Linked DNA regions of Mus musculus: regions 2, 3, 4, 5, 6 and 7 are each linked to region 1. The links are chromatin contacts, called in public Hi-C, HiChIP or PLAC-seq and promoter capture Hi-C maps. All regions are on one chromosome and are shown on one strand. Each heading gives the region's core, a stretch centred on a gene start, on an enhancer-like site or on the middle of the called end of the contact. The rest is flanking DNA. Distances are from core to core; before and after follow the strand shown. Region 1 holds the start of Eva1c (eva-1 homolog C (C. elegans)). Region 2 holds the start of Dnajc28 (DnaJ heat shock protein family (Hsp40) member C28). Region 3 holds the start of Tmem50b (transmembrane protein 50B). Region 4 has its middle 16 kb from the start of Gm35714. Region 5 holds the start of A930006K02Rik (RIKEN cDNA A930006K02 gene). Region 6 overlaps Scaf4 (SR-related CTD-associated factor 4). Region 7 holds the start of Ifnar2 (interferon (alpha and beta) receptor 2).

Region 1 (4,204 bases), core at 979-3,478:
TGGTAAACTGCACACTGTTAGTACTGTAACTGCTTCCCTCAAGAAACAAACTCTTAAGAGTTTATAATCTGCCGGTGGGGGAGTTTCATTACAATTTGTCTAAAGCAATATTTGTTCAGTTGCAATGATGTCATGGGATGGGGGTGGGGGGGTGAGGGTGGTTGTCGGCTTTTAATTCTTTCCTTACAATAATCAGGGCAAGAGAGTGGCTGAACTCGGAGCTGCTCGCTACAGCTTAAATCAGCAAACACAGAAAGTTTCTGGAAGCCAAGAAAGTTCTGTCACAGAAAAAGAAAAAAGTTCACAGTGCTTAGAAAAAAAAAAAACCCGATGAATTTCCTCAGCACATTTACCAGAGTTTTGATTCTCTGCAGCTTGGTTTTAAGGACTGTGGTTTGCTTGCCAAACAGGCATATCTTGGCTTCCTTGGCCGGGCAAGAACACTGCCTTGATATTAAATATTCTAAGCAAAGAACCTCTGACCTCAGCTAACAATGAATGACATTCTCTGTAAGCAAACCAGAAACCCAGCTCAAGTCTGCACTTCCAGTTTCTTTGCCTAGTAGTCTGTCACACGAGCAGAACAGAGCGGAGCAGACAGGTGACTTTACCACAATTATGCTGAAAAAGAAAAGAAAAAAAAAAAAAACGGTAGCAAGGGGGTTGCTAGAGTCTGTGCCCAGCCTGAGCTAGGCAGAAGGTCCCAAGAGAAAGGATGTAGGTAGAGATAGATGCTTCTTGGGGTTGATGGAGAAAGATGCCGAGCACATGGAGATCCGGGGCGGTTGCAGTGGTAAAGACATTTGTCACTTTGAGCATGGATTCTAAAAACCATCCCCACAACTAACTGCCACCTGCAGCCTTGCCTCACACCTTGCTAAGGTATTTTGCTCAGAGGTCAGGTAGGAATTCGCCAAAGAGCACATTGATCTTTGACTTGGCAGGAGAAAGTCGTGTGTGTGTGTGTGTGTGTGTGTGTGTGTGTGTGTGTGTGTGTGTTGGGGGGGGGGTGCTGCCACCTTTTGTTGGAGAGTCATGCCTCTGAGTCCAGTCTCTGTTCTGTCAGCTTCTATCAGTCTCCGGGCATCTCCACCAGACCTCCAGTCTTCCCAGGCTCCCCCCCTCGAGGCTGGCTTGGACTTTCTGTCCAACGTGCCCTGGACAAGTCTCCTTACATGGGTACCCTGGAGTCTGGTTGGGACGCACCCTTATCGTGTGAGTGGCCAGCCAAGTGCAACCCTTCGTCCAGACCACGGCAATCTTCCAGAGTTGGGCGTGGTACCGGGCTCAGCTTAGGGGTCCGGGCTCAGCTTAGGGGTCCGGGCTCAGCTTAGGGGTCCGGGCTCAGCTTAGGGGTCCGGGCTCAGCTTAGGGGTCCTCTGGTGAACATGCAAAGGTCAGGGCTGCGTCGCCGATGCCCAGGAAACTAACAAAAGTCAAGAGAGCCTAGAGAAACTCGAAATAAGCCCGGCCTTAATAAGGGCTGACTTCCCTGCTACCACCACCTAGATGCCAAGGGCTCCCACGAGGCAAGATAACTAGTTAGGGAGAACACTTCAACTTTAATCCAACCAGGTAGTGCCCCATGCAGAGGCCACTCACCTGGGCAACAGCTAGGGGAACGCGGGCTCGAGGCAAGCAAGAGCGCTCTTACCAGAGAAATCGGTGAGCGCGGAGGTCTCTTTGGAGCACACTAGGACCGTGCAGTAGAACAGGCGCAGAAGCTGCCCCGGAGGCTCTACCTGCCTGCGGAGGCCCTGATTCTGCGCCGATTGGGGCGCGGGTGGTGGACGCGGGTGTCCTGGCAGGAGCATGATGCGCGGCGCGGCTGGGCGCGGGCGCTGGCGCTGGGATCGCAGGCAAGGAGGACCGCGTCACATGGCGGGGCGAGTCTGTAGCCACCAGCTCCCGGCCCCCTGCCGCCTCCTTGTCCAGGCTGCTGGAGCTTCTTAGGCGGTCGCCGCCGGGTCCGGGATCCCCAGCCAAGGGGAGGGGGCGGAGACCCGGGGCGGGGCGAGGATCCCAGGGAGGCCGAGGCGTAGTTTCTTCAGAAGAAATCTTCCTGGCTCCATGAACCTAGGGAGCCAGCCTAGGGAGTTTAGGGGGTGTCACCTCGTGCTCCGGAGCTTGGCCGAGGCCGATCGGGGGCGCCGAGCCCAAAGCGGAGAGCGTCTCCAGCAGCGACCCGATGCTGCGCAGCTTGAGCGCTTTCCACGCCGGTGTCTCTAGGCGGGGTGATGGTCAAGAGCTGCTGGCTCAGCTTGCGCTGGCTCGGCGCCAACCTCACCCAGGCCGGTGGAGCAGCGCGGCTGGTGCCCGTCCGTGACGCACTTTAGAACCAAGGCAGCAGCGTACAGCCCTGGCTAGAGGGGAGCGGAGATCGTGGGAAGGGGGGTGGGAGGTGAGGTCCCGGAGATAGAGACATTACCGTCTCTGCCACCTTCAGCGCTTGTTGTTCAGCCACCAAGCACGCAGTACGTCTGATCGCACTGAATGGGAGACTGGGTCCTCAACTTTCTGCCCACCATAGAAATCTGCCTAGGCTCTAGCAGTCCGGACCTGAGGGAGCTGGTAGTCTCAAACCAGTCACGAGGCTCCGAGCCAGGTTCCTTTTGCTCGGATGGAGCTTCCTGTGGGTGCTAGTTGACAGCAGCCCTCGGGGATCTGAAACTGGGCTGGAATAAACAGCGGCTGAGCGCTTATAATTGAGCTTTGTTTTAAAATGGGCCACGGCATCTATATGACCCTGTTGACTACGTGCGGTGTCTACGCATTTGGACACCCGTAGACCAATAGATCGGTGATGACACCAGGGACGATGAGCGGGAGTCCAGAGCTGCGGGGCCAGGTGCTAGGCACTCGAGAGACCCCAGACCTAAGAACAGCGCAGGCGTCCAGGCCCCGCGGCGCCGGTGGGAAGGAGGAGGGCCCGGCGGGCGGGCGGGCGCTCGGCACAAAGTGTTCCCCATCCACCGCCGGGAGGGCTTGCCAAGTTCACCCAGCGCGCCTGACGCGGAAACGTAGATAATGAGGCCCAAGGGCGGGTCTAGGCTTCCAGCCCCGCCCTGCTCTGGGAGCAGAGCTCAGAGTGCGGAGGCCAGGCCAGCAGAACAAGAGGACACTCTGCCTCCCTGTGGCACTGTCTCAGAGCTGGACCACTAGATTCTAGGAGGATGACAGCCACACATCCTTCGGGGGGCTAGGTCGCCCAAATTGAGATCCTGAGGGTGGGAAGAAAATGCTAAATACTGGTGTTTGTATGGAGAGACCCAGTTTGCATAGCCTTGGGCTGGAGAGATGGCTCAGCGGTTAATAGAACTTGCTGCTTTTCCAGAGGACACTAGTTCAGATTCCAGCACCCAGCGCTGGCAGCTTGCAACCACCCTGAATCTCTCTCAGGGGACCCACGAACTCGAACTCTACTCTGCCCCCCCCCCCACACACACACAATCTTTTTTAAAAACACAGCCTCAATAATCATGGGATATAAGTTTAATATGAACGTCTTATGTTGGGTAAACTAAGGCTGGAAGAGTAGGTAAGGTTGCTCAATTCACAAAGACCACTGGAGAAAGAGTGTGCAGACCTCGGGTCCCTCCTATTCGTCTATCTTATCCCCTCATCTAGATCTAGATTGGCTACCAGTGTGTGTCAGGTTCTTTGGCAGGGCATGAAGATGCGGGCCCAGTAAGGGAACCGTGCTCCCTGAGGGATGGGGGCAGGCAGCATTGTGCTGTTGGGGCTGTAGAAGCTTCCAGATGTCTCTGACACTGTGAGTGCATCTCCATGCGTCCATATTGTCAGGCTGTGACCAGGTGATGCAGGAGATGTGTGTGAAACAGCCTGAGACACACAGAAGGTATTCGGTCCACGGGAGTCATCACTATACCAGGGAAGACAAGACCTTGGACCAACCACACCAAGTGAATGAATCCTCACAAAAGACAAGGAGCTTAAAGAGCACAGGAGAGTGAGAGGCAGGCTGGGGGCGGGGAGTGTAGACATTAGGGAAATGTTTATCATTAGACAGATGGAAAAGACAGGAAGAGTTGACTACAACATTCGAGCCAACAAGACCAGTGATCTGGAGGTGTGTGATCTTGGAAAGAGAAACCTGAGCTGAAGAGATGCTCAGTGGTTAAGAGCATTGACTGTTTTTGCAGTGGACCTGAGTTCAGTTCCCAGCACCCACATCTGGCAGCTC
Region 2 (4,204 bases), core at 817-3,316, 790 kb before region 1:
CACACCTTTAATCCCAGCACATAGGAGGCAGGCGGATCTCTGTGAGTTTGAGGCCAGCCTGGTCTACAGATAGAGTTCCAGGACAGCCAGGGCTAGGACTACACAGAGAAACCCTGTCTCAAAAACTGTCTGCAGTGTTACACTGCCGCCCTGCATGGTCGAAGGGACGGTTGGCAGGTGGGAAGGAAATCCCATGGGTTAGGGAAGCCACTTACATAGAAACCAGCTACTAGAAGTCTCGGTGACCCCATGACCTGGAGATTAGAATGTTCAGTTTGACCTCGGTACTCAAGATTAACAACAGAGGACATTAATGCTCTAGCTCTTTATTTCAAGCTAATCTTCCACCCGTTTTTTAAGTACCAGCCTTGCCCTACAGTAGCTGATACCAGGTCTCCAGAGGAGAATCCATGTGTCTGGTTGCCTGAAATCAAAATACGCCTTAAAATAGCAGAGGTGATAATAGAAGGCGGAGGAGTCGGCAGGGCATGCTGCCACACCCCTTCCCAGGGGAAGAGGAAACCATGTCTCCGTTCTCCCTGGGTCCCAAACCCAGGGCCATTCTGCCAAAGCTCACTCTGGGCAGACATCACTAGGCTTCCTTACAGAGCTTAGCCAGCCTCCTGAATTGCCTTCCCTGGCCTATATACCCAAGCCCCTCCGCCAGCCACTGGCAGTTAAGGCAGATTTGCATACAACAGGTGGGAGCAGTGGACCCAGATGAAGGTTGTGCTGAGTCAGCAAGCCCGGGCGATGGGCTAACACTTTTCAGGCAGCACAGCCAAACTCCCACAATGCTTGGCTCTCATGATGGTCACAACAGAATACTATTTAGACACATTGAGTGTGAGCGGCTACTATATACACATTAGTTATTCAAGATTGAGATAGCCCAACCTGTAAAGACTCTACCTTCATTCAAGCTTGACCACCAGGATCCACACGACAGAAGCAGACAACCAACTCCACCAGTAGAGACCACAGCATACAAAACACGAAACTACACATACAAAACATAACCGGTGTAATAAGATTTTCAAAGCCAGATGTGGCACGCACCTTTCATCTCAGCGCTTGGGAGGCAGAGGCAAGTGGGTTCAAGGCCAGCCTGGTCTACAGAGTTTCAGACTAGACTGGCCTCAAACTCACAGAGATCCACCTGACTCTGCCTTTATATGCTGGGATTAAAAGTGTGCCGCTAATTTTTTTAAAACTGTATCTTTAGGATGGAGTGCGGTGACATGTCTTTAACCATTCAAGAGACAAGAGGCAGGGAATCCCAGCACTTGGGAGGCAGAAGCAGGTGGATTTCTGAGTTCAAGGCCAGCCTGGTCTACAGAGTGAGTTCCAGGACAGCCAGGGCTACACAGAGAAACCCTGTCTCAAAAAAACCAAATAATAATAATTAATAAAAATAAAATAATAAAGAATAAAATAAAACCAAAGACACATTTTTCCCTTCTTTTCCAACCCCTGGCTATGTGCGGTGCTCAATGGGGTGAGGTATCGTACAATACGCAGAGCCCTGACAGAACTTGCCTTGCATGCATAAGCCCTTGGTTTTATATCCCCAACATTCCATAAACAAGTAGCAATTTTACTGTGTAATCCCAGCACCTGGAAAACGGAAGCATGGAGGATGTGCAACCCAAAATCCCTCTTTACTACATAGCGAGTGTGAGGCCAGCCTGGGCTAAGGGAGACAGTGTCAAAAAACAAGAGCCATCCACCCAAACAAACTTGGCTGGGCCAGGCAGTGGTGGCGCACACCTTTAATCCAAACTTGGTTGAAGGAAAGACCATCTTTCTAGGCTTAAAGAAGCCTACTGACGGTGCAGGTGTCCCATAGAGGCAAACGGCCTAATCTTCCTCCATTTAAAACAATTTACTGAGGTCAGTGCTCTTCAAATTACATACACGTTGGGGTCACAAATCTATCACAAGCCATAACTCCTCTCCAGGCCCTAATGCCTCTACTCTGCACCTGCCGGAGAACTACATTTCCCACAATCCAAATCGGCCGAACCCTGCCCTCGAAAGCGGGTAGAGGCGGGGCCTATCGCCCCCGGCACAACAACAAGCGTCCAGGGGAGTCTGTCCTCTGTTCCGTGGGGGATGGTTTTATAAGAAAGAGATCGCTGTCCCTGGTGAGGGAAACTACCTGTCGTAGTAAGGTATGAAGAAAGGCTCTGCAGTGTAGCGCGGCAGAGGGTCCAGTAGCCGAGACAGGGACGGAGCGGGCCACGCGTGCTGCGCAAAGGCGCAGCTTGAGCTTCGAGCCGCTGAACCCCCATCACGTCTGTGAAGGTGAGTAGGGGGTGCAGCGGACCGACACTCTTCTGAGGCACCCCTCACCACGGTGAGCATAACCACCGGCATCCCAGACAACTCTAAAATCCACTGACCCCTATATTGTGACATCGGGCTACCATGACTTCTAAAACGCACCTTACATTCAAAGGATCAGTAATCCTCCAGTAAGTACTCCGTTGCCTTTCGTCAGTGTTCAGTATCTTTTTCCACAGGACCATGCGTTTTTAAATACAGCAAAAGCTCTCTCACCCTTTATCGCCCTTCCTTGCCCTGGCACCTAGCAAATAGCGAGGTGCAGACCTTAAAGTCGCTTGCATTCTTGATTCTCAGTCCCATCTGGTGTCCCACTGAGTACCGGTCTGTATGTTCCCTGTTTGATATGCAGCAAGTTAGATACTTGGAAATGGTGACGACCATTCTACACTGTATGCAAAACAAAACAACAACACAAATTGTGCTCAGGGAAATGTGTAATTTGCTGAGTATAGCTAAGCCAAGTGTGGGGCTTGGATGCTCTCCTTTAGTCCCAGCACTCAGGAGACAGAGGCAGGCTGACCTCTGTGAGTTCAAGTCCAGCCTGGTCTACATAATGAGTCCCAGGACAGCCAGGGCTATGTAGAGAGACCCTATCTCAAAAACAAACAAGCAAAAAGCAGTTAAGCTTTACTGTGCCCCAAACCTAACCATTTGCAGTACCTGGTAATGTAAGTTCTTTGGTTAACCTTAAGAGTTGCTTAACCTTCTGGACCCGTTTTCTTATAAAATGAGAAAATTAGGTTAGATGAGTTTTAACAACTTTCTAGATCTAAAATTCTGTGCATTGGATCCGGGCGGAGGTATGCATGTCTTTAATCCCAGAACATGGAAGGCAGGGGCAGGTGGATCTCTCTATGTTTGAAGCCAGCCTGGTCTCCAAAGTGAGTCCAGAACAACCAGAGCTACACAGAGAGAAACCCTGTCTTCAAGCAGTAGACTTCAGTTCCTGTCACACTATGTGATAGCCAAACATCACTGTCATTTTCTAGCTGCACCAAGAAAAGTCATAGATACTTATATATTCTTGTTTAGCAACATTGTTACAAAGAACTGACTTTCTTTTTTATATACATATGGTGTTTTGCCTACACTATGGCTGTGCACCATGTGTGTCCAATGCCTGAGTGGGCCAGAAGGAGTCAGACCCCCTGGAACCAGAGTGAGAGACATTTATTAGCTGCCATGTGGGTGCTGGGAACCACACCTCAACCCATTCTCTTGCCCCCAAGAACCAAAGCTTACTAAGGACATGGAACCCATACCCTTACCTGGTTATTGATGAAAAGAAAATGACTGATAGTACAAGTGTATCCAACTGCTCTTTGCTGTTTTGTAGATCACTGTTAAGAATTCCAGATACAATGATAAACACAGTGTGCATGAAGACCACTCGGATCTTGAGACTGCACCTAACAAACGCTTCCTTGATTCCTCCTGGTATAAAAATGCTTTCAGACCCCAGATCCAGGATGATATCAACCCATGAATCCCAGAAGCTGAGAGAATATTACAGGCTGCTGAATCTGGATGAAGGATGCTCTGTAGACGACGTCAGGGAGTCTTTTCACAAGCTCGCCAGGCAGTACCACCCAGACAGCGGTTCTAGTGATGCTGACTCTGCAACATTTATAAAGATTGAAGAGGCTTACAGGAATGTGCTGTCCCATGCGATAAAACGGATGCATGCCGGACAGGATAAAGCTGAAGATGCAGCAGAAGATGAAGAAGAAGGAAAGTTCAAATACAACACACCTCAGCACCGACATTACTTAAGCTTCGAAGGTGTCGGCTTTGGGACCCCCAGCCAGCGAGAGAAACAATACAGGCAGTTCAGGGCGGATCGCGCGACGGAGCA
Region 3 (4,204 bases), core at 1,096-3,595, 770 kb before region 1:
GATACTGAAAGAGAGCATGTGGATCCATACACTAGATTAACGCGGGAATGGAGAATTAAGAGAACTCCAGACTCCAGGAGGAGAGCTTCCTTGAAACTCTTTTTGCCTCATGAGCAGCTTTTAGGCATCCCTGCCTGACAGGCTGACTCGACTGGAGTGCCGTGGCAAGTTTCAAAATCTCCCCAGCCTGGGGAGCCTCGACAGACAGGTGCTCAGGCCAGAATCTAACAACGTATATGAGCAGCAGGGTGTGCTGGCTCACTCGGAGGCAGAGACAGGTGGATCTCTATGAGATGGAGATCAGTCTGGTCTACAAAGCAAGTTCCAGGGCAACCAGGGCACTGTTACACAGGAAAACCATGTCTTGGAAACAAACAATCAAAAAAATCAGCAACAAGACAAAACAAAACCACCAAAGTATATGATTGCATAGCATTTGGTGGAGTTCCAATTCAAGTAATGCATGTATGGAGGTCTGGTCTTTTTCTTCAATATTCAAACTCATTTTATGTGTATGAGTGGTTTTATTTCCCTATTTATTTATTTATTTCATGTATATAAGTATACCATTGCTCTCTTCAGACACACCAGAAGAGGGCACCAGACTCCATTGTAGATGGTTGTGAGTCACCATGTGGTTGTTGGGAATTAAACTCAGGACCTCTGGAAGAGCAGTTGGTGCTCTTAACCATTGAGCCATCTCTCCAGCCTGTGTATTTTTGTTTTGCCTGAATGCATATATGTGCACCATTTGCATGCTTGATGTCCAGGGAATCCAGAAGAGGAAGGTGGCCCCTGGATCTGGAGTTACAGGTGGATGTGAGCCCCACTCTGGGTCCTCCGGTAGAGCATCTTCCCAGTCCCCCTTGCCCCCCTTTTTAACTGATGGAGAAGTGAAAGCAGACGGCACATTCTGGACAGGCAACGCACTACTACTACACTATATCCCAGATCCTCCAGTAGTTTTGAGACAGGACCTCACTTCAGCTTGATCTTTTGTTTTGTTTTGTTTTGTTTTGTTTTTGTTTTTGTTTTTTTCGAGACAGGGTTTCTCTGTATAGCCCTGGCTGTCCTGGAACTCACTTTGTAGACCAGGCTGGCCTGGAACTCAGAAATCCACCTGCCTCTGCCTCCCAAGTGCTGGGATTAAAGGCGTGCGCCACCACGCCCGGCTCGGTTTGGTCTTGAATTTGCTGTGTAATCCAGTCTGACTGGAAATAGAAATATGCTTGAGACCATGATCATACCCAAGCTGAGACATTTTGGAATGCAGGGATCACAGGCATGTATCACCACACCTGTTTATATGATGCTTGGGATACAAGCCAGAGCCTTATGTATTTAAGGCTAAATAATGTACCAACTGAACTACATTCCCTAGCTCTGGGACAGATACCTAAAGATGTTCCCTTCTGCTGCCCCTCTTGCTTGTTAGTGTGTGTGCATAATCCCATACTCCAAAAAGGAATTTATGCAGTGAATATTTATTGAATACCTAAATCCTAGATTATATACAAGAACTACAGGAGTAACAGGATCCAGGATGTCATTTGTGACAGTTACGTGACACAAAAATCTTTTTGCTTTACTCTATCTAGGTGAAGTGTGTTTTTACCTTCAATGTAGTAGTAACTTGGACTTTGCATCTTTCTTTAACTGCATTTATATTCTGTAGGAAATGTGGTTTTTGAAGTTATGCTGAAAAATCCAGAGGCAGTATCTCTAAAGGAGATAAGTAAAGATTTGCTCCCAAAACAAGCCAAAAATCTATTTGGATAGACGGAAAAAGGAATCAGGCTGAAATAGCTATGTAGCTTTGCTTTGCGGGTACCCTCAGAAAACCAGTACTGACTGGGATCCCTGGACCTGTAACTTCATCTTCTGAGGTCTTGGTTTTTGAACGTCTTGGAGTGCGTTCTCGACTCTCGGCAGCTGGTGAACAATGCTCAACTGCTGATATGCAAGAGGACCTTGCGTAATAGGCTTGGGTTCCCCGTACCGGTGCTCTCACCGATGCTGAGGCGCTTGAGTTTACACTACTACCGCAAACCGCAGCAGGAGAGGTCCGGACCTCAGCTCCAGGACGCAGGTAGAGCACCGCGCCAGCCCCGCCCTCAGGAATCAAGCCCCGCCCTCTATCTAATCGGTCGCACTATGATTGGTCTCCGCAGAGCGCACGGGTCCAGCCCCGTTCCGCCTCTGAGGTCCCGGTCCCGCCTCCAGGGGTTATGCCCCGCCCACGCAGGCCACTTGCTGCAATCCCATTGGTTCCTGCGGTGCGCACGGCGCCTCGCCCCCGCCCCACCGGCGCCCTGGCCTCCCGCCCGCCGCCGGCCCCCGGCTCCCGGACTGAGGTTGATCGGGCCGCTGCTTCCCGGACAGACGCGCGCCCTCGACGTCCCTGCTCCTGCCTGGGCTCGGTGTAGACTTCGCAGGTAGCCGGGTGAGTGCGGTTGGCAGGTCTCGGGTTTCTGTGATCTGCCGATCGAACGCAGGGCGCCGGCCCGGCGCGGCCTGAGGTTCTGTGGCGCCGCCCGTGTCGGTGCCAAGGAGCGCGCGGGCGACCGGCGGGGCCCGGCCTGCGCCCGCGTCCTCTCGGCGCCCCGTGGCCCTGACGCCGCCGTGACCCGCGCTCAGCCGAGGCAGGCCGCTCCGCCGCGCATCTCGTCCTGAGTCTGGGGAGGTCCCCAAGGCGATCGGTAGGGGATGGAGGTCCTGTGGGGCACCGCCGCAGCCGCCACCGAGGCCCCACGAGCGTCTGGGGACGAGCGACCCTCCCGTTTGCTCGGAGCCGTTGCCAGGAACTGTCCTTGTATCCTTGACTTTCCCCTCCATCCTGCAAGCGCTGGGGGGAGAGGGAGGAGAGGGAGGAGAGGGAGGAGAGGGAGGGAAGTCTTTGGGAATTCATCCTAAGTGGCGAGTGGCCTTTTCAGAGAAGTAGCAGAGCAGTGGTCGTTGTAGGCTAGGCCATTTTGGTCTTTAGCCAGTAAGTTGGTTTTCACCACTGGAAGGTACTTGAGCCTGAGAGGTGGGTAGATACGTGACCTTTCCGACCGTAGCAGCAGAGGGCTGGGCTCGCTCTTCCACCTTGCTGCTGCGATGGGAGGAGGGGCGTGGGAATTCAAACCTCTCGCTGGAGTAGATATGCTCACCCTCAACAACATCCACCCCCCTACCCCCCCGTGCATCCTTCGCGCTCCAACTCTTCACCCTATTTGTACCACAAATCCCATTTCTAGATAATTCCAGGGGCGCTTATTCCCAGGCTTCTCATCCTCCTTTCTCGTTTGTCTTTTCTACCTGTGTGCGGCTTCCAAAAACCAGAGCCAAGCAATTTAAACACTTAAACGAGCATAGTGTTCAAAGACTTCCTGATCCTAAAAATGAAACCCAGAGGTTAATTTGCATAGCGATGCTTCAAGAAAAGCAGGTTTAATCGGAACGGGGTGAGGATGTAGTTTTTTCCTCTTCAGGAGACACACCCTTTGATCCTCCCCATTCTTCCTCTATCAGCTAGACAGCAGCCTTCAACGCTATTGCGTTGTTTGGTTTTGGTTTTGGTTTTCTAAATTCACTACTGGGGTCAATTGATTAAAGAATCAATCTTGCTTAGTCCTTATGTGTCTTTTAATGTAATAAACATTGAAGAAGATTATCAAGTAAAGTTTTCAGACAATACAGAAACAGCAAATAAAAAGTGAAACCCTCCAGCACGCCTTAAATCCCAGCACTCAGGCAGGTGAGGCCAGTCTTGTCTACAGCTCCAGTTCCAGGACTGCCAGGACTATACAGAGAAACCCTGTCTTGAAAAAAAGGCTGGGGGAGTTCCTCAAAATTCTCTCCTTCACTCTCCACTCTTTATGTCCCAGTTCTACTCTTTTTTTTTTAATTATTTATTATATGTAAGTACACTGTAGCTGTCCTCAGATACTCCAGAAGAGAGCATCAGATTTTGTTACGGATGGTTGTGAGCCACCATGTGGTTGCTGGGATTTGAACTCGGGACCTTCAGAAGAGCAGTCGACGCTCTTAACCACTGAGCCATCTCGACAGCCCCCCAGTTCTACTCTTAAGGAGGCCATCATAACACAATGCTATTTGGCAACAGATAATGACACATTTACACATTGATGTATGTAGACTAATCTTTTTTTTTTTTAATTAAAATTTTAAAAGTTGCTAAGAGGGCTGGAGAGGTGGCTCA
Region 4 (4,204 bases), core at 483-2,982, 640 kb after region 1:
CAGTGGTCCTCCCAGTGATGGACAATGATCCTCCCAGTGATGGGCAGTGATCCCCCAGTGATGGACAGTGATCCTCCCAGTAATGGATAGTGATCCTCCCAGTGATGGACAGTGGTCCTCCCAGTGATGGACAGTGATCCTCCCAGTGATGGGCAGTGATCCCCCAGTGATGGACAGTGATCCTCCCAGTAATGGACAGTGATCCTCCCAGTGATGGACAGTGGTCCTCCCACTGATGGACAATGATCCTCCCAGTGATGGGCAGTGATCCCCCAGTGATGGACAGTGATCCTCCCAGTAATGGATAGTGATCCTCCCAGTGATGGACAGTGGTCCTCCCAGTGATGGACAATGATCCTCCCAGTGATGGGCAGTGATTCCCCCAGTGATGGACAGTGATCCTCCCAGTAATGGATAGTGATCCTCCCAGTGATGGACAGTGGTCCTCCCAGTGATGGGCAGTGATCCCCCAGTGATGGACAGTGATCCTCCCAGTGATGGACAGTGATCTTCCCAGTGATGGGCAGTGATCCCCCAGTGATGGACAGTGATCCTCCCAGTAATGGACAGTGATCCTCTCAGTGATGGACAGTGGCCCTCCCAATAATGGATAGTGGCCCTCCCAGTGATGGACAGTAGTCCTCCCAGTGATGGACAGTAGTCCTCCCAGTGATGGACAGTAGTCGTCTCCACATCCAAGCTTTAACTTTCTGGTTTTCAATTACTCCAGTCATCTGAAGCTTGAAAATATTAATTGGAAATTCCTAAAAGATAACCTCATATCTTATTTTTCTTATAACATAATTTTTGTTGCAGTGTATTGTGACAATTATTTTATTTTTGGATCTTGTTAATCTCTTACTGTGCCTAGTTTACATGTAAAACTATCACGTATGTTTATATATAGAAAAAAAAGTCTCTTAGGATGTATACCTTATTAATGGGAGCTAGCTGAGTTTGTTGTTGTTGTTTTGTTTTGTTTTCAAGACAGGGTTTCTCTGTATAGCCTTGGCTGTCCTGGAACTCCCTCTGTAGACCAGGCTGGCCTCGAACTCAGAAATCCACCTGCCTCTGCTTCCCAAGTGCTGGGATTAAAGGCATGCGCCACCACTGCCCGGCCAGGAGCTAGCTGTTTTGATTTGTATTTCACATGCTTTACAGAAGACCAAGTTCCTGAGAATAGATGTCTTTGGAAGCCTTGCTAACAAGTTCAAGTAGGTTATCATCCGCGTTTGCTAACCTGGAAACAACTGTGTGAGAGGGGCTGGAGCGTTCAATTCCCAGCAACCGCAAGGTGGCTCACAACCATCTGTAATGGGCATCCGATGCTGTCTTCTGGTGTCTGAAAACAGTGACAGTGTACCCGCATACATTAAATAAATAGACAAAAAAATAAATAAATAAATAAATCTTTAAAAAAAAAAAACCACGTGAGAAGCAAATGACCCTGACATATTAGATACTGTTCCCTTGCTAGGATAAAGCACCATGACCCACCAGAAGCAGTTTATAGAGGAAGGAGCTTATTTTGGATTGTGGTTCGGGTGTGTGTGTGTGAGTGTGAGTCCATCACGGCATCGAGGTGCAGCAGCCAATAGTAGGCATGGAAGCGCGAGCAGAAGCTCAGAGTTCTTATCCCTGGTGGCAAACAGAATTAAAGGGAGCAGATCGGAAGTGGGTGGGTCTGTGTATTCTCCAGGCTAAGCAAGGCCACACTTGACCTACCAAACAGCGCCATCAACTGAGCCTGTTGGGAAATTCCCACCCATGTCACCACGATCCATAAGAGCAGTAGAGCAGGAGCGAGGCCACTCGTTTTATGAGGCTGCAAGGCCCCGAGGCGGGTGGACACAGACTGAGTGGAGCGAACAGTCTGTGAACTCTGACCCCGTGACCCTTCCTCCATTTCCTCTTACCATAATCAGGAGGACACAGCCTGCCTACACGCCATCTAAGTCCCAGTCTTCCTTCCCTTTCTCTCTCTCTCTTATTTGTAATAATCAATCAATGTCTTATTACATCTCTATGTCTTACATCCTTTTTATTTTAATGCTTAGAGGCATGGCCTTGCTGGGCAAGCTCGGCTGTTAGTAATTTTCTTCTCAAAACCTATAGTTTGGGAGCAAAGCTTAGCAAAGTGTGTGGGGTGGCAAGCTAAGCTAGCAGACATTAGGAGGGTAACACTTTCTGTTCATTTAGGCACCATTGAAAAGGACCCTTCAGATTTTATGTCATATACTTAGCAAGTATAATGTTCACACACTAGTGTCCTTAAAGGGATGACGTGTGGGTTCAGGAGAGAGAAACTGAGTGACGATCTCTCTCTCTCTCTCTCTCTCTCTCTCTCTCTCTCTCTCTCTCTCTCTCTCTGACACACACAGACATTCATGCATACAATGAACAGGGGTGACTCCCATCCTCAGAGTGTGATCAAGATGAGAGGATATGAGGATCAGCAAAGGACTGTGGGAAATGACAGGAATCCGGCAGCTCCTCAGGAGTGCCTCTGAGTACCTTGGGGCACAGTGTCCCCCTTGCCAGATGGATGGTGGATCCCCAGGAGCTGAGAACAGCTTCATGGGCAGGGGACAGAGTCAACTGAGCAAGCACCTCCCTTCTGTTTGAAAGGTTGTCCCTGGTGTCTGCAGACCTGGTGATCAGCTCTGTTTTAAATCAGAGAACAGGGAGGCTATGAACAGTGAAGTAATTTGGCAAAGCCACCCAGTTGGTGAATGCACTGGCATTAGAACTTCAGGAATACACTTGTATATACTCACCTTCTTCAACCACTGCCTTATGAAAGCAGGTTTTATTGGGTTTTCCCAGGATTATAGACCAAATATGATAATACAGATTTGACATAAGAAATCACATCTTCTTATTGACAGGTACCCAGAATGCTCAGATAAACTGCCAAGCATAAAAGTGCTGAGAAAAGATGAGCTATCCAAAATACCAGAAAAGCTAGCTCCTGATCATCAAAGGTCCCAGAACGATGGCTTAAGTGGCCAGCAGGTGGCAGCAAGGTTTCACTGTTGTCTTGAGCCCAGACTCGCTGATCGGTCCTTCAGAATCCACTAAGACACAATGGAGACAGTCACTCCTCCCCTCCACTCCAGCCTTCCTAGGGTTGGATCTTAAAGATGAGTAGCCTGGATCTCTGCCTCTAAATGTGTGCTTTCCGCGAACCTTGAATCTCTAACAACAAAACATTGCTGGGTGTGATGGCGCACACCTTTGATCCCAGGACTCAAGGAGGCAGAGGCAGGTCTATCTCTGAGTTCAAGGCCAGCCTGGTCTACATAGTTTCATTTCAGGACAGCCAGACTCTGTATAAAGACTCTGTATAATGTATATTGCTGTGAGGGCTCCTTTAGAGAGGGAGCACTTGCTGAGATTGCCGTCTTTACATTACAATAGGAAAAAAACAGAGGCAAAGGCAGGGCCTGTCTGTGACAGAGGCGAGCCAGATTTATATAGCAAGTTCCAGACCAGCCAGAGCTACATAGTGAGACCCTGGTAAACAAAACAAAACATCAAGAACAACAACAACCCAACAGGTAGATCTTCTTGCTAACAGTGAGGCTGTGAGCCTCTGGATTTTCTTGAACTGTTTATTCAGTCATCGACCAGATTTCTGGAACGGTCAACTTTTCTCACCAGGAGCTTATTGGTGACAAAATTTTCACAGGAAATGTAGTCTATCCTGGATGAGTAATAAAATGTGACAAAATGCAACTGAGTCATTTTGAAGTGTAAAATGACACACACTTGACATTTAATATATGCCTATTATATGCGTGCATTATTTTTGTGATTGTTAGATGTGTGTGTGTGTGTGTGTGTGTGTGTGTGTGTGTGTGTGTGTGTGTGGTGAGATCTGGCAAGGCCGTAGGCACCACTCTTAACCCATTTGCCCGCTCCTATACAGCCTCCATGCTTTAAGAAGGGAGTGCTTTACTCCCACCTCGCTGTGTGGTAAGAACGTTCCCAGGGATGCAGCTCAAGGCTTCATGCTCGCAAGCACGCCAACTGACCTATATGCCCAGCCCTGCAGTGATGCTCCAAATTGGCCGCCCTGAGTGTCTTCACTGTGAGTGAGCAAACTTCTTCACAGGCATGTGCTCTGTCAGTGACCTTCCTCAATAAGCCCGACCCCTAAACTTCCCACCACCTCTCCGTAGTGCCACGGGAGCTTTAGAGA
Region 5 (4,204 bases), core at 809-3,308, 630 kb before region 1:
TCCCAGCCCTGTTAAGGGAATTAGGAGGAGATGAAAGAAATCCACAGTTATCAAGAGTTTGGGTGGCAACCTAGAGCGACACAAGATTTTAAAAATCAACACAAGCAAGTCTGGGAAAATGGCTCAGTCAGTAAAGTGTGTACAGAAGTCTGAGGAGTCACTTCCTTAGCCAGGCATAGTCATGTACCCACAAGCCCCAGGCTGAGGAGATGGAGACAGGAGGATACCTGGCATTCACTGGACAACCAGTTCAGCTGAATTAATCAGCTCCAGGTTCAGTTAGGGACTCTGTCTCAAAATAAATAAGATGTAGAACAATGGAGGAAGACGCCTGACCTCTGACCCCCACATCCGGGTGCAAAGCAATGTATACAGCTGCACAGGAAAACACGCAGGCACAAACACTAGGGCACAAAACAACACCAACAGCCCAACAGTTGCTAAGCAACAACGCTCTCTCCTCTGGACTGACTCTGAAGGAAGGACATTCTTCTGCTAAGCCAGAAACTGGCTGTACAGTGTGAGTAGGCGACTTCGTCTTTCAGTGCTGCAGCTTCCACTCCTGTAAAATGGATAGTAGCTGAACAGAGAGCTAAAAGTTTAACTAGTTTACGCTTTTAATGACTGGTGTAATCGTTAACTGGCTGAAAGTTAAATGAGTTTACACACTTAATGACTGGTGTAATTGTTAACTGGCTGAAAGTTAACTTAGTTTATACACTTAATGACTGGCATAACTGTTAACTGGCTGAACGTTAAATTAGTTCATACACTCAATGACTGGTATAATCAAGATCCTATCAGACGCGCCACCTGGCCATCCACTTCAGCATCTTTAATGTAGTTCCAGGAGACAAGCTCACATCACCCAGCACAGGGTATGGTGCTCCTGAGCCGCTTTCCTCAATTACCTCAGTGTTGGATTGCAGGCGGGTGCCACCACATTTTGAGTCATTTTTGTTTTTAATTATGCGTGTGTGTGTGTGTGTGTGTGTGTGTGTGTGTAAGTATATATACGTGCAGAGGTCAGAAGATCAGATTTTCCTGGAGATGGAATTAAGAGGCTGTAGAGCACGGGTTCTCAGCCTGTGTGGGTCTCCATCCCTTTCACATGGGTTGCCTGTTATGATTCATAACAGTAGCAAAATTACAGTTATGAAGTAGCAGCAAAATAATTCTATGGTTGAGCCTCACCGCAGCACGAGGGACTGTATTAAAGGGCTGCAGCATTAGGAAGGCTGGGAAACACTGCCCTAGAGTTAGCCACGACGCCAACAGCAGTCCTCTGAAAGAGCAGCAGCACCAGTGAGCCGTCTCTTTAGCTCCTGAAAATTAATTTCTCAATGTACACCCTGCTCAATTGTTAATTTTACATGAACATAGACATAAAACTCTTTTCACCCTGAGCTGAACATAAAACTTTCCAAGAACAAAGGTTCCAAAGCAACCCCCTGGGCTGTGTCACGCTGCTAGCATGAATTCCACCGTGTGCCATCTTCAGGGTGAGACCTGGGGCATCACTTACCTCCCTGAGAGGAGTCGGAACTTATCTCCAGGAGTTCTGGCTGGGATGCCGGGCTGTCTTTTTTGGTTTTATTGTTGTTGTTTGTTTGTTTGTTTTCATCACTATGAAGAGATCTCTCTTGTCTCTCACCCTTAGAGCAGTCGCCATTCTCCCGATGTAATTAGCCCAGTGGTTCCCTGGCTTATTTGTTATTGTTTTGTTAGCCTGCTCGACTGTTAGGAGTGATACTCTCATCTCACTCCTCCGTTAACCCGGGACAAACCGCACTAGGGCTGGAAAGCACATTTCTGCTGCTCTCTGGTCTCCCACCCACCAGCCATCCCAGGCTCGGGCCCGGGTCAGAATCCCAGGCTGGAGCAGAGCCATTGGGCGGGCGTCGGGGTGAGAGCGCTGGACTCAAGCTACCTGCGCCCAGCAATTACTCCCCGTTGCTCGGCCTTCGCTCACCTAAGGCTACGGGCAGAACCCGAGGTGCCTGGGCCAGCAGCACCAGAGACGCCGAGCCTACGACAGCCCTACCTCTTACGTCTTCTGTCACTTCAAGTGACGCGCCAAAAAAAATCCTTGGCCCATTGCAGCCCTCCTAGCAACACCCTCCAGCCCGGGCTCTGCCCTTCGGGAACACCCCATCTATTTGCTCCGCCCCCGTCCCGCCCTCCGCTCAGGCCCCACCCCTCGATGAAAGCTCCGCCCCCTCTGCAAAGGCCCTGTAGTATGCAGTCACTGTCCTCTTAATTTCCGTTTCCTGACAGGTCATGACCCTCCCCACTTCCGGAAGCCCACCGTTAATTGTTCCAACAGCAGAGGCGAACTCAGTTTGCTGCTAGAGCGCCTGCTCAGAGTTCCTGCACTGAGCGCTTTCGTTTCTTGGTTTTGTGTGTGTGTGTGAGCTATGGCTCGTTCCTCAAGGGCTCTCTTGGAACCTAGTGTGGGAACCCACGGGTGCCGGGCACCCTCGGTGGTATCAGAGAGGCAGGTAATTTCCAGTGTGCGGAGAGGTGACATCCTAGGGGCTGGGGTGGTCTGAGATTATGGTTCCCTGACACCTATTCGTAAAGAGTTCGAGCCTGCGTTTGAGAAGGTTATTTACTTACATACCTCAAGACTACGCTATGGAAATAAAATTTAAAGATGATGGATGAGGACATCGGCAGCTTCTGGACAAGCATGCATGGGATCCTGGGTTCAATACCCCGTGGCAGCAAAAATGAAATAATTGAATCGGGCATGGTAACACATGTTTGTAACCTCAGCAGGTAGTTAGCAGGGTGCCCCCATTATATTGGGAGTGGAGAGCCAGCCTGGGCTGCCAGAGAATCAATCTCTCTCTCTCCCTCTCTCTCTTCAGATCTTCTTAGGGTTATTATTGCAGCTATGACAACTGTTGTTAAAACAAGACAAAGAGGCTCAAACCCAAGCTCCTTGAATGACAAAAACGAAAGAATCAACCCCCACGACTGTTTGACTCATGAAATGAACAAGTCCTAAAGATCTGTGGATCCAACAGTTTTTGGTCGTGGCTACTAAGTCATTGGGAAGAACCTTACCAGTGACACATACTTAAGGTTGTTAAAGTTTCTATTTCCCACTGTCCAAGAGTTCTTGCAAACTCGTTGGAACAGTGTTTCTCAACTTTTGGCTGGAGATCCTTATTCAAAGGTTACCTAAGACCATCTGAAAAGAGGTATTTACATTACAATTTATAAGTGTAGCAAAATTGCAGTTATGGAGTAGCAATGAAAGTTTTATGGTTGGGGGGTCACCACAACATGAAGAGCTGTATTTAAGGGTCACAGCATCAGGAAGGTTGAGAACCTCTGAGTTAGAACAACTGATACAGGGATCTATAGCTAAACAATATGAAGAGAGTGAGACTTTAGAGCTTAAGGTCTTAAATGTGATGTCTCCACCAAATCCCTCCCCACCAAGGCACAAGAGTCTAGGCCAAAAAGGAGGCAGAAAGATACAAGCGTCAGAGGTGACAGAGGACTGAAGGAGGTAGTGTTTTCCAGATAGAGCAGGACTGATAGACAAGTGAACTCAGAGACTGTGGCAGCACACACAAGGCCTGCACACTGTCAGCCACAGGGTATCCTGACACCGAGAGCAGGATGTGGACAATAAATAAAGGAAAAAAAGAAGGGGTCCAGCTTCTTCTTCTTCCTCTTCTTCTTCTTCTTCTTCTTCTTCTTCTTCTTCTTCTTCTTCTTCTTCTTCTTCTTCTTCTTCTCCTTCTCCTTCTCCTTCTCCTTCTCCTTCTCCTTCTCCTTCTCCTTCTCCTTCCCCTTTCCCTCCTCCTCCTTCTTTCTTCTTTCTTCTTCTTTCTCCTCCTCCTCCTTCTTTCTTCTTTCTTCTTTCTTCTTCTTTCTCCTCCTCCTTCTTTCTTCTTCTTTCTCCTCCTCCTCCTCCTTCCTCTTCTTCTCTTCTTCTTCTTTACTTCTTCTGGTTTTTCAAGATAGGGTTTCTCTGTGTAGCCCTGGATGTCCTAGAACTCACTCTGTAGACCAGGCTGACCTCAAACTCAGAAATGTGCCTGCCTCTGCCTCCCAAGTGCTGGGATTAAAGGCATGCCCCACCACTGCCTGGCGGGGTTGAGGTTCTTATTCTAGACAAGGGAGACATAGCCAGAGTCAGAGACATCTGGAAGAGTCCAGAGTGGACAGAGGGGCAAACTGAAGC
Region 6 (4,204 bases), core at 575-3,074, 580 kb after region 1:
GCAGAGAGTTCATTTACTTTAGTGAATGGATTTCTTTGTATAGGCTGTTAGTACTTTTTGTTTCATTCATACTTGCATTTCTAGTCTTTTGGAATCTCTGGGTAGTACTGTTTGTCATTCTCCGCAGCATCTGCTGCTGTTACTTTCCCTCTTACATACAGCAGTGGAAATGCTGAGTAAGACCACGGCAGTGGTTTTACCTGAAGGAGTTGTTTGCACAAAGACATTTTATGCTGGGGGTAATGGCATGGGGTGTGTATGCTGTGTGCTCTGTGCTCCTCATTGCAGTGAAGCCTGTTTTACACTAGACACTGGGAACACTTACTCAGATCTCTCGACATCTTCCTCTAAACCACCAGAAATTATTTTTTTAATTTTTTAGATTTTTTTTGTTTCAAATCTTTTTCCATATCAATATATATGGATATTAAAACTGAAAAAAAATGTATCTTGTTGTTACCACAAGTTAGTACCTGAAATACAGATTATATTCAGAAAATACTAATTGCTCTTTTATAAAGAAGTTTACTGCTTTGATGATGCACATCTTTAATCCCAGTACTTGAGAGGCAGAGGCAGAAGCAGGCAGATTTGAGTTCGAGGCCAGCTCACTCTACAAAGAGTGCCAGGCCAGCCTCGACTGTTACACAGAGAAACCCTATGTCAGAAAAAGGAGAAGAGTTTTTTACTATGTCACCAAACACTCTTTACACTTGTTCTGTGTAATCTGTTGTCTAAGGAAAGCCCTTCCTCTTGTGACTTAGAAATCTTTTCATAACGTACACTGGAGCTTGAAGGCAGAACAGCACAAGAAACGTGAGTTAGGAACCTGAGGTGTAAAGCCATGAGTTTAGTAGGCATAGCTGGAGAGAAAAGTTAGCTGATGTCCTGAGCCTTATCTATGTAAAGTATGAAATCAGGTCTGTATCACAGATTTTATTATGATTACAAAGTGTATAGTCTCTCTAAAGGGAGCCACAGTAACTGTTCAGTGCATTACATTTCCTTAAAATAAGCTTAATTTTTTTAAAGTTATGATGGGAGTGAATTACGTATGGCATGGTTCACATGGAGGTCAGAACAATTTTGAGTAGTCTTTTTTTTTCCCCTTCCACCTTTGCTAGGGTTCTAAGGGTGGAATTCAAAAGGCTTGCAAGACAGGCAGCTTACCTGCCAACCCATGAACTTACAGATTATATGGGTTAGGTTTTTTGTTGTTTGTTTTAAGAAAAGTTTGGGAAAATTTGTATGAGCTGTGAAGTTTTAAGAAAGAAATTTTATAGTAAAACTGCTGAAATGACTGTTGGCCCTGTCCTACCCCATATATTTTTTTCTTTGATTATATTAGTATATTCTCGACTGGGCAGCACATGGGCATATGTGTTTATAGGGATAGGGTAAAGTCTGCACTGTAGCTGCCTGAAAGCATACACCTATTAGCCTGTGCACAGAGCTCCAGAAGGCTAGCCTAAGCAAGTGGGTGTTTTACATAAGTGTACTCATAAACTTACTATGAAATAAGCAAAAAAGAACACTGCTTTCATCATTGGAAAAGGAAAATAGAATTTAAGTTGTATTTTTTTCTAACGTGCACTTAGTCAAAATTGCCTGTCTTTAGACCAAGGCCCCCAGAACATGCAGGAGAAAAAGAAATTGTTTATAGAGCATGGTAGGGGCTCGTGCAAACGTGTGATTTCTGTAGTTTCTCTTTTAGTGACTCAGTCTTTGTTTTAAAATGGAATATTGCAGAAGCTGCTTGATAGATTCGATTACGATGACGAGCCAGAAGCTGTGGAAGACTCAAAGAAAGAGGATGCTGCAGCCATCAGCACCGCAGCCCTTGCCACGGCTGCGCCTCCTGCACCCACTGCAGCCACACCTGCTGTTGCCACGGCTGTGCCTGTGCCCTCTGCTACCTCTCCCCCTCCTCCACAGACCCCATTGTGAGTTCTTCCTAATGCCTTGAAAGTTGTATAATCTAAGCACCAGTTAGGATAAAAACACATTCCAGTACAGTCTTTGTTTTAAAAAATTATATTAAAGAAATTCCTATTGGGAATAGTGTCCTTATCAGAGTTAGAATTTTAAAATGTGGCATTTGTGTTGTACTAAATTTGTTGATTGCTTGTTACTCCAGAGTGACATTCTGTAATGTAAATGTGACTTAGGGCATTGAGTGCTTTGAGTGAGTAATGAAAGTGCTCACCTCATTTTAGTGGGTACCCTGGAGATGGCGTGCAGCAGCCAGCATACACACAGCATCAAAGTATGGACCAGTTTCAGCCTCGAATGATGCCAATACAGCAGGATACGATGCACCATCAGGTACCGGCATTTTTCTTTTTCTTTTCTTTTTTTTCCATGTTTACATTTTATTCCTCTTTTGTTTGTTTGTTTGTTTATTGTTTATTTGAGACAGGGTTTTTCTGTATAGCCCCAGCTGTCCTGGAACTCCCGCTGTAGACCAGGCTGGCCTCGAACTCAGAAATCCACCTGCCTCTGCTTCCCAAGTGCTGGGATTAAAGGCATGCGCCACCACTGCCCGGCTTCCTCTTTTATTTTTATTAGATATTTTCTTTATTTAGATTTCAAATGTTATCCCCTTTCCTGGTTTCCCCTCCGAAAATCCCCTATTCCCTCTCCCCTCCCCCTGCTCACCAAACTCCTGCTTCCTGGCCCTGGCATTCCCCTACACTGGGGCATAAAGCATTCACAGGACCAAGAGCCTCTCCTCCCATTGATGACCAACAAGGCCATCCTGGGCCATTTTTCTTGTACTGACCTTTTTGTACTTCTGAGCACTGCTGTTACTGCACAGTTTGTGAGGCGAGCTGCAGCTCCAGTGGAGGCTGTGAAGTGGCTACTGTCTTGAGTTGCTTTTGATTTCAGTTACAGGGTTAGAAACATGACATCTTCATCTAATAATAATAGGTGTTTTCGTTAAAATAATTTAATAACATTGACCTTGTAAAGAAACCTCCTAGTCACACAATGTTTCCTTTGCTAGAGTCTCTTTCCTGCATGCTGTGATGATTGGATACTATAGAGAGCTTTCCATTCTTAGTGTCAGTTGTGTTACTAGTCACACCAGAGGGTTACAGGAAATTCTGTAGCTTCGCTTTGCTATGAATGGAAGACCATTGTTTTTTTCTTTTGTACTTGTTTCTGAGATGACGCCTTGTGTGAGGATCTGTCTCCATTTGTAGATCAGCCTGACAACTCTGCTGTACACCATCATGCCTAGCAAACACGGGTTTTTGGTTTTTTTTTTTTTTTTGGTTTTTCGAGACAGGGTTTCTCTGTGTAGCCCTGGCTGTCGTGGAACTCACTCTGTAGACCAGGCTGGCCTCGAACTCAGAAATCCACCTGCCTCTGCCTCCCGAGTGCTGGGATTAAAGGTGTGCGCCACCATGCCCGGCCCAGGTTTTTTTTTTTTTTAACGGAATCAAGAAACCACTTCTTGCAGCCATTTTTCCTTCTAAGATCGTAATTACTGTTAAAAAGTTGAAAGAAGACCATTTGCAATCAAGCACCTCCTTGGCTGAGGTTAGCTTGTCATTGTCACCTTGTACATAAAGCTGCACCTTAAATCACTGTTCAGAATTCTGGATGAGTTGCAGAACTTTCAAATATGTCATATTTGAATATGTAATGATGGTATAGAAACCGGGTAGCTTTTCTCAATTAAAATGTATTGAAGTTTTTCAAAACTATTTTTTGTTGCTGGTACTTAATAGATTTAACTCTTCTTTAAAATGAAAGGTTCCACTTCCTCCTAATGGACAGATGCCAGGATTTGGGCTTCTTTCTGCACCACCTCCATTTCCTCCCATGCCTCAGCCGGGGATGCCGCAGCCTGGGATGGCTCAGCCGGGATTGGCACAGCCGGGGATGGCTCAGCCTACAATGCCACAGCCAGGGATGCCTCAGCCAGGGATGCCTCAGCCTGGGATGGCTCAGCCGGGATTGGCACAGCCGGGGATGGCTCAGCCTGGGATGCCTCAGCCTGCCATGCCTCAGCCTGCCATGCCTCAGCCGGGGATGGCTCAGCCTGGGGTTTCTCCAGCTCCACCAGTACAGCCAACTTTCCAATCAACTTTTCAGCCACAAAATGAACCCCATTCACAAAAACCACATCAGCAGGTAGTAGTTTCTTAGGTTGATTTATACACATTCCTTTGCTGACTTTGTTTCAGGGTGCTCC
Region 7 (4,204 bases), core at 1,218-3,717, 540 kb before region 1:
CTGACTGACTCTGGACCTGGAGCCGGCTTTTGAAACCTCAAAGCCCACCCCCTAGTGACACAAGTCCTCTAATAATACCACACCTCCTAATCCCTCCCTCCCTGACAGCTCATCAACTGAGTACTAATCGTGAACTAACGAGCCAATGATGGTCTATCTCATTCAAACCACTACACACTGTTTTGGGGGGTGGAGTGGGGGGTTAGTGGCATAAAAACAGGTCATACATGATCAGTATGGACCCTGGCTCAGCCTGCAGTCATGATGGCTATACTTGAGAAGGGTGGGCAAAACACAGGCTCTGTGCCAGCACCTCTGATTTCATGAATGATAGAATACACTTTAGACGTTTCTGGAACCAGAAATGGCAGCATGAACAACTCTTCTCACTTGGTTGCCCGTTTTCAAGAACTTCTTAAGGTCAGTGCATTTTAATTTGGGTGACAGGTTAGATTAAAATATGAAGGCCAGTAATCAGAGAATATATTTGTATCACTGAATCTTCAACAGTGTGAATGTCTAGAGATGTAACAGGAAAATCAGTCTACTGAGGCTTGGTGTGGACAGGTAGGAGTAGTAGAATATTCATTTGGGAATTTGGGAGTGGTCTAATTTTTTTTTCTTTTCTTTGTTTGAGATAAGATCTCACCAAGCAGCTTACTCCTGCCTCTAACACAACATCCTTTCACCTCAGTCCCTTGAGTTTTAAGTGAGATTACAGGTTACTCAGTAGATGGAGGTATGCATGTTTTACGTCTGGTCTGGGGCTGTAGCTCCGCAGCCGACTGTTATCATTTATCTGATATGGTTGCACCACTACCACCACCAACCCAACAACAACAAAAAGTAGTTTCACTTCTAAAACAGTACCTCTTAGGCTATGGTCTTCCTAGATTTATTTTAGACACATTGTTGAGTAACTCAAACCAAACCTCAGAGAGCTCTTTAACTCAACATTAACTACTTAACTAAAACTTGCAGCCCTGAGAATCCAAGCCAGGAAATCCAAGACTACGAGGAAGGGGCACTACAACTTCAGCTCTCTTTAAATGTTCAAATAAATACAGGGGAAAAAACTTTAGAATAGTCACATCCGGGTTTTTCTTTTTATGATTTAAATTTGAAAAGCCACTTTTGAACAACAGTCACTTCCTGCGCCACACTGATGAACCTCATTAACGATCCCCAAATTGCTAGTGTGTTGGTGAAGTCGATGAAGCCATATTTGGTGTGACCTCTGTTACCCCAGTACCAGACCCCACCTCATTACTCTCCCAAGGCTGCACAGAAGGACTGACAGGCAAGGGACAGGGGACAGTAGGGCAAACTCAGTCTCTGGTCCCAATCTTAGCACCTTTCTTAGATGACACTTGGGCTATTTCCTAAGATCTCCTGTCACACAAAACAGGGACATAAAACAAACATTAAAACACAAAAGTTCATAGGTTGTCAAAGTTTTCCAGTAGAGCCATGTTAACCAAATAAATGGGTCAATGGGGCCAACGGTTTACCGCATGCACTATTGGCTGGCTTGGAATAGAAATGCAAGCTACCAATAAACTCAGTGCCTTTCCTGTATCCCATCCCTGCCCATCTTCTGCGGGCCACAACCCCTTCAGTGACCTCGTAGGAGCTTGAACAAACGATCCTGGGACCTTAGGTAGGTTTCAGGGCGCGCAGTGTGTGTGTGTGTGTGTGTGTGTGTGTGTGTGTGTGTGTGTGTGTGTGTGTGTGTAGGGGGAGGGGTGTCAGGACGCAGAACAGGACCCAGAGGCTGGAGATGATAACTAGCTTGGCAAGGCGTAGTGGATCCTAAGGAATGTGGACCCCCTAGGATCTGGCAATGGCTCGGGCTAAGGTGCCCCATGCACCCTCGGTGAGGCGACGCTGGTGGAGTGAAGGCAGAGAGCCCACAAAAACCCAGAGTTCACCAAAGGAACGGTGAAAGGAAGGCGCCCATGCGGGGGCCACGAGGGCCCCCCATACGCAGCTTGTGGGTCGGGGGAGCTAGAATCCTCAGACTCTCCACGGAAGAAAGGCAGGAAGAGGCGGAGTCCCGAAGAGGAGAATTGAAAAGGGGATTCCGGGAACTGGCAGCGGGGAGGCGGCCCAGTCCTACTGTCCGCGAGGCGAGCGACACCCATTCATGTCCCCGTAATGCCCGCAGTACAGTACCTGAATCGCCGGGTCTCGTGAATCCCCCTCTGGGATGTCCTGGGGCCACCTCCGAGCTGCTCTGGGCATCAGGCGCAGCTGCGCGCGGCTGGCGAGCAGTGGAGGCAGGCGGGAGCCGAGCCAGGCGAAAGGGACGGCGGCGGGATGGCCGGTGCCCCGCGACCCGAAGAGTCTCCGCTGGCAGCCTGGTTTCCCCTGGTCTAGGGCTAGACCACGCAGGCTCCCGGAGGCCAAGGGTTCCCAGCCGCGGGGTTAGCGGTGAACAGAGAACGAGGCGAGAGGCGGGGCCCGGGCGGAGCCGGCGACAAATGGGCACTTTCGCATCCATTACGACCCCACCCACTTCAAGTACAGTCCAGGGAGCCAGAGTTAACGGATCGGGGTTGTTGTGTTTATCGCTGCCTCCTTGGAGGACTAGGTAGTGCCTGATCCCTAGAACTAACTGGATACGAATGGGTTGGGTGCCTGGCCTAGTGATGCGGGTGTGTACTCTCTTCTTCCAGGAAGGCCTTGGCAGGAGGATCTCGAATTCAATACCTATCTGATACAGAGCAAAATTAAGGCCAGCCTGGGCAATGTAGGGACACCCTGACTCAAAATACAAAGGAAGAGGGGTCTGGGCAGAACTGAGTGTCAGAACGCTTGTCAATCATGCTTCCCTCTCTTCCCCTCCCCTCCCAGTCCTCCCTCTTCTCTCCCTCTCTCATCTTGTGCTTACTTGTTTTTAAGCTCCTCTGATTATAATTTTCCACACAGGACACAAACAAAAATTATAAATACCATAACTCATTGCCTGCTTCTTCTTGGGTCTTTGCTTACTATTCCCCAGGGCCCTCTCTCAAGACCAAACGATTTTTTTTTTTAAGGATTTATTTATTATTATATGTAAGTCAGACACTCCAGAAGAGGGAGTCAGATCTCGTTACGGGTGGTTGTGAGCCACCATGTGGTTGCTGGGATTTGAACTCTGGACCTTCGGAAGAGCAATCGGGTGCTCTTACCCACTGAGCCATCTCACCAGCCCCTTTTTTTGGTTTTTCAAGACAGGGTTTCTCTGTGTAGCCCTGGCTGTCCTGGAACTCACTCTGTAGACCAGGCTGGCCTAAAACTCAGAAATCCGCCTGCCTCTGCCTCCCGAGTGCTGGGATTAAAGGCGTGCGCCACCACGCCCGGCTAAAGACCAAACGATTTTAGAGTAAGGAGAAACAATCTTTCCATACCTACTTAGGAACTGACATCCCTTGTCTTCCGAAATGGAATACGCGGGAGCTTTCTGTAGCGTATGCACAGTCTAAGTATGAAGGTGGAAGTTCCAAGGTGGAAATGCTAATGGAAGTCTGTAAGAGGAGGCGTGGCAATGATGCCTACCTGGGCCTGGATTCTCACTTTCAGATCTCCGAGGGAAGAGAAGGGGAGGTAGTTCACAGTTTATGTAAAGGGATTTTCTTTCCGTTAAAAAGCGTGTGTATGTGTTTTCCCCCTCTTTAAAGACAAGATCTCTTTGTGTGTCCAGCTGGCCTGAAACTTAAGATCTCCCCGCCCTACCCACCAAATGCTAGAATCACCATTCCAGAGCCACCATATGCAGTTTAAGAGAACAGTTTCATCTACCAGGACTGACAGTTGCTGAGTCTCTCTTTCTGGGCTGACCTGAAGAGGTTTCCACCACTTATGTCACACTGGCAGAATTCCTACCAGTCTCATGAATTTGAAAGGCTCTTATCTGGGATCCTGGTTCTCTACAAAAGCCGTTCAGTGCTGAAATAGTTTCAGCCACAGTTTCAAAGAAGTTGTAGAAGTAGCCCCGAGCAAGTGGGGTAAAGATGATACAAAACTGTGGTCTGCATGCCCCCTTTTATATACACATGCACATTAAAAATAGAAATATTTCAGAAAACGTGTGGGATTGGAAATCATTATGTTCAGCAAAATATACCAAACTCAGCTCAATAATATTGGTCTGTTTCTGTCATATGTGGAGTGTGGACTTAAATATATGCAAATTTACATATAAGCAATGGAAGTAGAC

The links. Promoter capture Hi-C pulls out the DNA fragments that hold promoters and counts their contacts. Hi-C and Micro-C count contacts between places; a contact is called where the count stands out from the background. HiChIP or PLAC-seq counts read pairs in DNA pulled down with a chosen protein or histone mark.
Region 2: a contact with region 1 is called in a promoter capture Hi-C map of liver, with 4 times the contacts expected there. The contact joins the promoter of Dnajc28 here to the promoter of Eva1c in region 1. A contact is called at or near these places in 5 of 39 promoter capture datasets (hippocampal neurons, liver, pre-B cells and 1 more) and 1 of 9 other capture datasets (embryonic stem cells).
Region 3: a FOXA1 HiChIP or PLAC-seq map of pancreatic cancer cells shows a contact between it and region 1. The contact joins the promoter of Tmem50b here to the promoter of Eva1c in region 1. A contact is called at or near these places in 1 of 39 promoter capture datasets (liver), 1 of 484 Hi-C or Micro-C datasets (embryonic stem cells) and 2 of 115 datasets of contacts at active chromatin or transcription factors (microglia and pancreatic cancer cells).
Region 4: a contact with region 1 is called in a Hi-C map of the N1E-115 cell line, with 4 times the contacts expected there. The contact joins the enhancer-like site here to the promoter of Eva1c in region 1. A contact is called at or near these places in 3 of 39 promoter capture datasets (hippocampal neurons, liver and stem cell-derived epiblast-like cells), 1 of 484 Hi-C or Micro-C datasets (the N1E-115 cell line) and 1 of 9 other capture datasets (adipose tissue).
Region 5: an H3K27ac HiChIP or PLAC-seq map of embryonic stem cells shows a contact between it and region 1, with 4 times the contacts expected there. The contact joins the promoter of A930006K02Rik here to the promoter of Eva1c in region 1. A contact is called at or near these places in 1 of 39 promoter capture datasets (liver) and 2 of 115 datasets of contacts at active chromatin or transcription factors (embryonic stem cells and pancreatic cancer cells).
Region 6: a promoter capture Hi-C map of hippocampal neurons shows a contact between it and region 1, with 2.4 times the contacts expected there. The contact joins the enhancer-like site here to the promoter of Eva1c in region 1. A contact is called at or near these places in 6 of 39 promoter capture datasets (the 3T3-L1 cell line, 3T3-L1-derived adipocytes, cranial neural crest and 3 more) and 2 of 115 datasets of contacts at active chromatin or transcription factors (astrocytes and embryonic forebrain).
Region 7: an H3K4me3 HiChIP or PLAC-seq map of embryonic stem cells shows a contact between it and region 1, with 8 read pairs. The contact joins the promoter of Ifnar2 here to the promoter of Eva1c in region 1. A contact is called at or near these places in 5 of 39 promoter capture datasets (embryonic stem cells, liver, stem cell-derived epiblast-like cells and 1 more) and 2 of 115 datasets of contacts at active chromatin or transcription factors (both in embryonic stem cells).

Annotation. Positions count from the first base shown.
Region 1 is chr16:90,828,883-90,833,086 of GRCm38.p6, reverse strand. It overlaps Eva1c (eva-1 homolog C (C. elegans)), which reads right to left and starts at 2,228. Exons shown (of 8, transcript NM_001199210.2): 1 at 1,655-2,228. The coding sequence starts at 1,814.
Region 2 is chr16:91,616,861-91,621,064 of GRCm38.p6, reverse strand. It overlaps Dnajc28 (DnaJ heat shock protein family (Hsp40) member C28), which reads left to right and starts at 2,066. Exons shown (of 2, transcript NM_138664.2): 1 at 2,066-2,307; 2 at 3,686-4,204. The coding sequence starts at 3,711.
Region 3 is chr16:91,595,821-91,600,024 of GRCm38.p6, reverse strand. It overlaps Tmem50b (transmembrane protein 50B), which reads left to right and starts at 2,345. Exons shown (of 7, transcript NM_030018.3): 1 at 2,345-2,443.
Region 4 is chr16:90,185,224-90,189,427 of GRCm38.p6, reverse strand. No RefSeq gene overlaps it. Among named protein-coding and RNA genes, the nearest start is that of Gm35714, 16 kb to the left of the region's middle. Within about 2 kb of position 1,732, at least 11 of the 459 cell types and tissues checked have an H3K27ac peak or open chromatin away from gene starts, as enhancers often do. A contact at or near this core is called in the N1E-115 cell line and liver, where this site is marked.
Region 5 is chr16:91,462,958-91,467,161 of GRCm38.p6, reverse strand. A930006K02Rik (RIKEN cDNA A930006K02 gene) reads right to left here and starts at 2,058. Exons shown (of 2, transcript NR_077219.1): 1 at 1,526-2,058.
Region 6 is chr16:90,249,996-90,254,199 of GRCm38.p6, reverse strand. It overlaps Scaf4 (SR-related CTD-associated factor 4), which reads left to right. Exons shown (of 20, transcript NM_178923.4): 8 at 1,750-1,943; 9 at 2,217-2,325; 10 at 3,763-4,143. Among named protein-coding and RNA genes, the nearest start is that of Sod1, 31 kb to the right of the region's middle. Within about 2 kb of position 1,824, at least 7 of the 459 cell types and tissues checked have an H3K27ac peak or open chromatin away from gene starts, as enhancers often do. A contact at or near this core is called in hippocampal neurons, where this site is marked.
Region 7 is chr16:91,371,046-91,375,249 of GRCm38.p6, reverse strand. Ifnar2 (interferon (alpha and beta) receptor 2) reads right to left here and starts at 2,467. Exons shown (of 9, transcript NM_010509.2): 1 at 2,176-2,467. It overlaps Gm36587 (a long non-coding RNA gene), which reads left to right. Exons shown (of 4, transcript XR_876244.2): 1 at 1-1,660.